2 separate regions of the Ovis aries genome follow, and region 2 is linked to region 1. Evidence: chromatin contacts called from public Hi-C data. All regions are on one chromosome and are shown on one strand. The core of a region is the stretch at or near the end of the contact, and the rest is flanking DNA. Distances in the headings are between cores, read along the strand shown.

Region 1 (3,826 bases), core at 692-3,191:
CTCTCCTACTTGATTCAACAAACTTACTTATGAATTTCCTACAGCAGTCAGAATGAGCAGTTTCATCTCTAGTAGTTAAAGAAAGGGAAAGTGACGTCTATCAATATATTCTCTTTTAAAAAAGCACAATTCTGTGACAAAGAATTTCTAGGTCCAGAAGCATCCTCTTCAGTAGAGTTTTGCCTCTGTGGAAAAATTAAACACTCTTAAGCTTTCTCTGTGAATTTCAAGTGGTTTCTACATCCATATATTCCATTACAGCCCATGAATTTCTTCTGTTCTTAGCAGACTGCTTGCCGTTGGTGTATGTTTACAGTATTTCCCCTTGGATCTGTATAGGAGGTGAATCAGGAATCATTTGGCCATCTTATGGCGTACGATGTAGACTAAAATATGACATTAATATGTAATCATCCTAATTATACTGAAGAATCTATGATATGAATAGATCTGTCAGGCACATTTTCTGAGACCACTCTGCATGCAAAGCACTGAAATGACTATAAAGACTGTATGAACACATTGTTGCTTCACTTTTCTTTGCCTGAAATTTTACGAGTCACCAAGAAAAAATATGTTTTACCTCAGTACAATGTTAACTTACATTAAGAAAACCTATCTACCATTTAAAGGCTAAAGCTCCTTGTCATATACCTCTACAATATGACATTTTGTAGAATACCAGTTGATACTATAAAAGCAACAATTTCAGATCAAAACTATTACTACTATATTCAAGCTTCATTCCTCTGGAAATGAGCTTCATCTGCATAATCTTTGCATATTAAAGGACATTAAGTTCAAACAAACAAAAAAACAGCACTGTCTAAAAAACATGGGAGAATACTACAGGCAGAACAACTGGCTCTACTTCTGCAAATTAAGCAAAATTAGGCAAAAAAAAAAGTAAGGAAGCCAGCAAAGGGAAGGAACTCCAGAGCTATTTGCAGCAGCGGTCCCTCCAAAAGTTCTAGGAGCTTCCCCTTGAGCTTAAAGAGGGCAAAGGAGAGAAGTCAGCTATCCTTCTGGGCAGAAGCCCAGATACTCTTCACAACTTGCAATATTTATTGAATTCAGTGGAAGATGTCTGGGAGATCTGGATTCGGTGAGAATGTCTGGGCGAAGGGAGTGGCATTTGCTTTCCTCAGCCTGGAGCCTTCAGAACTGTACCAGAGTTCTCAAAACCCCTTAGCTACCTTACAGAAGAGGTCTGAGCATCCTCCCCACGCACACACCTGCAGGGCCGGGCAGCGCCTCCCTCTCCCTCCACTGTCCTCGGGGCTGGACCAAGGTCCAGTGGCCGGCGCACCGCTAGTCCAAGAGCACCCTGACCCCGGCGGACGCCACCCGGGCAAGTCCCAACAGAATGCCGCCGTCCCGGCTCCGTGTCCCGGAGCCACGCAGCGGCGGTGACTGCGCGGCTGGACACCCGCACCAGCAGGATGCGCATCAGAATAAAAACTTGGACGAGCGCTCTCGCCCTCGCGCCGACGTGGAGGCATGGCCCCAGAAGCGGGCTTCGGGGACCGCCGGCCTGTCCCGCCCCTGCTCGCGGCCGAGGGGGCAGCGGTTCTCACCTGTCCTCCGAGACACTGATGACACCCTCCTCCTTGGGCACGATCACGGCCATGTTCACCACGTCCTGAGAGCCCTCGACCCGCTGCAGCAGGATCGGCTTGCGGGTCAGCGGCTTGGGCTGGATCTCTGCCGCCATCGGAGGAGGGGGCGCGCCGGGGGCGCCGCGGCCAACTGCGCCGAGGGATTGGGCTGAGACGACCGCTCGAGAGCGGGCACCAGCTGAGACAGAGACTCTGTTTGGCCGGAGCGGGCCGCCGGGGACCCGCGATCATAGCCTGGCCGCCTCCCCCGGGGACGACTCCGCGCTCCCGGCTTCGGGCAACGAAACCGCCACGACCGGCGCTGCAACCCGGCGCCACCACCGGAGGGAGGGGGCGGAGAGTCGGGGGGCGGGGCCGACGGGGCGGGGCCTGCCGCAGGGGGTGGCCGCTGGTGGGCGCGAGGGCGGCTGCACTTCCGGGAGGGTGGTGGAGGAGGAGGAGGAGGAGGAGGAGGAGGGGAAACTGACAAAGGGGGCGGGGCGCTGGCGGCCCAATGCGCGTGCGCCGCCCGTCCACTAGGGCAGTTTCCGCCCCACTCCGCCATTCCCGTAGCCTCGCCGCACCGCCTCTAGAGCGCATGCTCCTCCGTCACCCGCGGTCCCCTGGTCACCTTCCACACCCAGTGTTTAGTGCCCTCCCTTTTTCATCTCTCGTGAACGCGCACGTACACACTCCTGGGAACGCGCTTGGGGTGTCCCGCCCACCGCAAAAATCCCTGAAAAGGGGGCGTTAGTGGGGCGGGGAAAAGCTAGCCTGGGCGAGGCCGGAAAGAAAAGAATCCCACAGGAAGGAAAGAAGCTGAACGCGTTGGCGCGAGATTGGGCATGCGCACGAGTAATCTGTCCCTCGCGGGGCGGGGGCCTGACCACCGAGCAGGCTTAGCTGCTCCCAACACGCATCTGCCCCGGGCTGCTGAGTGGTACCCCGTGGTCTCCTGGGAGTAGTAGTTCTTCAGAGCTGCCTTTCCCTCGTCCTGAGATGACCTATCGCCTACTTATCGTTCCTGTCCTGGGGAGCTTGGTGGCCTCGGAATCACTGCCTGCAACGTCCTCTAAAACAGAGAACCAAAGGGCAGCCCTCGGTGGAGCGGACAGTCGCCGTACTCCTGCCACTGCCCGTAATAGTGGAGCGCCAGAAGTCGGGGAGAAAAGATCTCATGCAAGCATCTTCGAAGGAGCTTTGAGATGACCTGTGTTGTCAACCTCCTCTTTTTCTTGGATGGCCGCGTTACTAGCCCTTAGTTAAACTGTAGCTTCAAGTTAGGGCTGTGGCACCCCCCAGACTTGAACTCAGGCACCCATGTTCCTTGGTCCTTCTTCCCATTCCCCAGTGGTCCTTTCTTTCTAGCTTGCACTGGAAACAATGGAGAGAGTTATTGTAATGACTGAATGAATGTCAGTTGCTTGGCACAGGGCCTGGCTTGTGGGGTCGTTGGTTATGTAATAACCCCATTAGCCCTCCCACAGTTATCTTGGTCTATGTGGTGTGACTGGGCTGGCAAGGGCTCTGGAGGGGAGAAAAATAATATGCCAGAGCTGGACAAAGAACGGGATGGGCCTTGTAGAAATGCCTGTCTTATAGGGCAAGTTTTGGCACAGCTTTGGTGATAGGTCTCTGTTTCTTTACCACCTCCCGTCTTCATAGAAATTCTCTAAGGCACTTGAAAGGGAGGTTGAGATATTTTCCAGCTTTGTAACCTAGAACAAGGCATTCCACTTCTCTGAGCCTCTAGTTGACCATCTACTAAATGTAGGATAATAAAACCTACCTTGGGTGGTTGTTTTTAGACTTACAAATGACAGATTATTTTAATAATTATTTTTATTTATTTGGCTGCACAGGGTTTCAGTTGTGACACGAGGTTCGTTTTTAGTTGCGACATGTGGACTCTAGTTCCCTGAACAGTGATCAGACCCGGACCCCCTGCACAGGAGTGCAGAGTCTTCCTCACTGGACTACAAGAGCAGTTCCACAAGTGACAGATTTTTAAGTGCGTTCATACACGATAGGTTCTTTAAGTTTCCAGGAATTAGGACATGGACATATTTAAGGGACATTATTCAGCCTGCCGCAATGGTTTTAAATACCATCCATATGCTCTTGGTTCCAGTAATAATCTCTACCCTGACCACATTTCTGAACTCGCATGTCTAATGCTACTCTGCATTGTCACTTAACTGTTTAATAGGTGTTCCAAACATTCCCAA
Region 2 (3,630 bases), core at 674-3,173, 61 kb before region 1:
AGTCCACTTATCCTGGCGGGGACAATGAACTATCGGGTTGGGAACAACTTGCGTTTTCTAAAACTATTAAAATCCTCAAAGTTAGGAATTCTACCCCACTGCCCCACAAGCGCACTTACACATTCAATCAATGACCTCTTTTTTTTTTTTTAGTTTTGGTGCTGCTGAGTCTTCATTGCTGTGGGCGGGCTTTCTCTAATTGTGGCAATCGGGGGCTTCGCTTGTTGCAAAGAACAGGCTCTAGGCGCCTGGGCTTGGTTGCTTCACAGCATGTGGGATCTTCCTAGACCAGGGATGGAACCCGAGTCCCCTGCATTGGCAGGAGGAATTTTAACCACTGGACCACCAGGGAAGTCCAATCACTGACTTTTTGATCATTAATTCATTCAACAAACATTTTATTAAAAACCTGTACGGATGTGAGAGTTAGTCCAGAAACAAGGCTAAGTGCTAAAGAATTGATACTTTCAAACTACGGTGCTGGAGAGAAGACTCTTGAGAGGCCCTTGGACAGCAAGGAGATCAAACCAGTCAATCCTAAAGGAAATAAACCCTGAATAATTCACTGGAAGGACTGTTGCTAGAGCTGGTGTTTCAATGCTTTAGCCACCTGATACGAAGGGCCGCCTCATTGGAAAAGACCCTGATGCTGGGAAAGACTGAAGGCAAAAGGAGAAGGCGGTGGCAGAGGGTGAGACGGACCTGAATTTGAGCAAACTCCAGGGGACAGTCGGAGACAGAGGAATGTGGCGTGCTATAGTCTATGGGGTCGCAAAGAGTCAGACACGACTTAGCTACTGAACAACAACAACAAAAGGGACTAGTACATGAAATGCACAAAAACAAACAAACGCCAGCTGTGCACTAAGATGCACGGGAGGGAGAAGCCCGTGCACTGTCCAGGAGCATCACGAGCATCTTACTCTGACGACAGAGCTGGGTCAGGGGACGGTGGGTGAAGCTTTCGAGGGCTCTGCCACCCTGAAGAGTCTGGATTCTTACTTTGAGGATGCTGGGAAGCTGATGGAGGGTGAGCAGCCGGCCACAAACTCCGAATATTTTTGTTTGTTCAGGAGAAGACTGGAGAAGCCTGGTTACCCTAAAGTAACCACATTGGAGGATGTGGTCAGAACAACAAGCAAAAAAGGAGGAGGCCTTGGACGAGAGAGGAGGTCAGAAACACTGGGTGGGGAAGATCCCCTGGAGAAGGGCATGGCAACTCACGCCAGTGTTCTTGCCTGGGAAGTGCCATGGACAGAGGAGCCTGGTGGGCTCTAGTTCATGGGGTTGCACAGACACACACTGAGCGCACATACCACACCAGGAAACGCTGTACAAGCACCTGGCCCCGGGGGCTGTCCTTCGGGGCTGGCCCGAGAGGTGGAGTGCTGTGTGAATGGTGGTGCCATTCTTCAATAAGTGATTCCTGTGGGGGGCAATGCTGACTTCATCTTGAACTTGCTGAACCTGCAGACTGAATTAGTGAGCTACCTACTACTGCCTGCCTGCAGTCCAGTGCGAGACCTGAGCTGAAAAATTAACATCTGGGAGTCACTACACACAAGCAGTAGGTAAATCATCAGTGAAGAAAAAGGAGAGGGCTAAAGACAAAGCCATGAGTAACACCAAAAGGTAAGCGATGCAGAACCAAAAAAGATCCCTGAAGACCTCAGTGAGGGCTGCCAGGGAAGTAGGAGGAAAGCCCTTTACTTCTCAGAACCCGCACGTGTCCTAATTTTTTGGTCCAGAAAATAAGGTCACTATAAACATACCTAAGACTGAACCAAATTCACAGTGCTCACAATAAAAAGCCATCTATATAGGTCACTATTTTGAAGGAAGAGGGAAGATTGGAGGCGGTGACAACCAGGAGGCCACAGGTTGCTAAGCTACTGGGTAAAATAAGACGGGGCGTCTACCCATGTCGAATAAATCCAGGCTTTTAAGAATGTGCCCTAGAATGATGCAACCTTCATTAGTTACCATAGCGATGAGCTTCATTTCCCTGGGGGACAATTGTTATTTTTGCCACCACTCGGGGTGGAGGTGCAGGGAGTGAATCCTACTGTGTTTTGAAGACCCTGAATTTTCAGGGATTACTTTTCTACTAGATCACACATTACAACCTCCTTACTAACAAAGGCAATCCCTATCAATCTGCAGACTAACAGAACTTTGAGCAGTGGGATGTGAGTCAATGTCTTTTTGTAGTTTTCACAGTGACATGCTTCAAGGGGAAAAAAAAAAGTGCCTCTAATGCAGAGAGAATGTCGTGGAGATTCTTGGAAAACAGAGCTGAAAGATTTTTTTTTTTTTCCTATGATTATTCGTAGTAAGAACTGACTATGACATTCTCATTATATGCATTCAGATCACACGGAGTAAAGAAACTAAATCAAATCTTCTACAAAACACTGTGTATTTCTGTATGGAGGGTTTTTCCCAGGATAGACAGAGGCTGCTGTGTGGACTGAATGAAGGCGGCTGGGGGATTTCAGAGTCAGGGGCTCAAGCTGGGAGCTCTCCAGATTCTAGACCACAGTGCCAGGCAGCTCAGTTCCAAGTATTAACCAGCTCACTACATCAGACCTAAACAACTCTGCTGAACCACAGACACTTGGACTTCTTTTCCCACGGCTGTAGGAACCTAGCAATCAGCAGCTGGAGAAGAGATGTGGCTGTTTTATAGTTCAACACCTTGAGCTTTGAAAGGAACTCCTGCTTTAAAAACAAAAACAGTCATTCCAATCATTTACAGCCTCGTGTTTCATCAAGGGGTGCTAACCGCAGCCATTCCCCCCAGGGCATTTTAACCAGCTGGATAATTTCTCTTCAACCAAAGGTCACCAAAGCCTTTACATTTAGAGTTTTAAAAGTCACGACCAAATGGCAATATCTTCATTGGTTTTTGTGTGAGTGTGTGTGACTCTTTGCCACCCCTTGAACTGTAGCCCACCAGGCTCCTCTGTCCATGGGGTTTTTCAGGCAAGAATACTGGAGAGGGTTGCCATTTCCTTCTCCAGGGGATCTTTCCCACCCAGGGATCAAACCCATATCTCCTAGATCTCCTGTCATTGTTTCTTAAAAATCTATAAAATGAAATCTCCAAATGAGATTAAACAAACCCAGATGTCAGAGGAGAGATTATAAACACACATGAAATACAGGTAATTGTTATCTTTATCAATCAGTAGTAAGAGTCTTGAGAGAAACAAGCCCCTAATTCTGAGTCCTTTTATTACTGATAAACCCTATTCTGTGCCTGCAAATAGTTTACTTGCAGTGGAGACTTGTTTTGCATATTTTGTTTTCTTGGTAATTTAACTCAGTGGCTAATGTTTAAGCACAGACTTCCTGCCCTGGCACAGTTGTGGGTTTTACCATTCTCAAAACTCCTTCCCCATAACAACTGTTACCTGGCTATCTGCTCTCCCATGTGAGCATAACTCCCCTACAAGCCTCTGGGACTCCTAGGCAAAATTAAGCTTCAGGATCACACCGTATCTTGCCAATGTAAGGACAGTTACATTAGCCATCAATGCCAGTGAGCAATGCTGGTCCTTTGCCCCACTGGACAAGTAATTTCTTAAAGACTTCAAAATGTTTATCTTTAAATATTTTTATCTTTGA

Evidence for each region. Hi-C and Micro-C count contacts between places; a contact is called where the count stands out from the background.
Region 2: a contact with region 1 is called in a Hi-C map of hypothalamus, with 4 times the contacts expected there. The contact joins the enhancer-like site here to the promoter of WDFY2 in region 1. A contact is called at or near these places in 9 of 16 Hi-C or Micro-C datasets (blood, hypothalamus, liver and 5 more).

Annotation. Positions count from the first base shown.
Region 1 is chr10:21,332,984-21,336,809 of ARS-UI_Ramb_v3.0, reverse strand. It overlaps WDFY2 (WD repeat and FYVE domain containing 2), which reads right to left and starts at 1,941. Exons shown (of 12, transcript XM_027973574.2): 1 at 1,578-1,941. The coding sequence starts at 1,714.
Region 2 is chr10:21,393,689-21,397,318 of ARS-UI_Ramb_v3.0, reverse strand. All of the region lies in intron 1 of WDFY2 (WD repeat and FYVE domain containing 2), which reads right to left. Among named protein-coding and RNA genes, the nearest start is that of WDFY2, 61 kb to the right of the region's middle. Within about 2 kb of position 1,923, at least 8 of the 54 cell types and tissues checked have an H3K27ac peak or open chromatin away from gene starts, as enhancers often do. A contact at or near this core is called in hypothalamus, where this site is marked.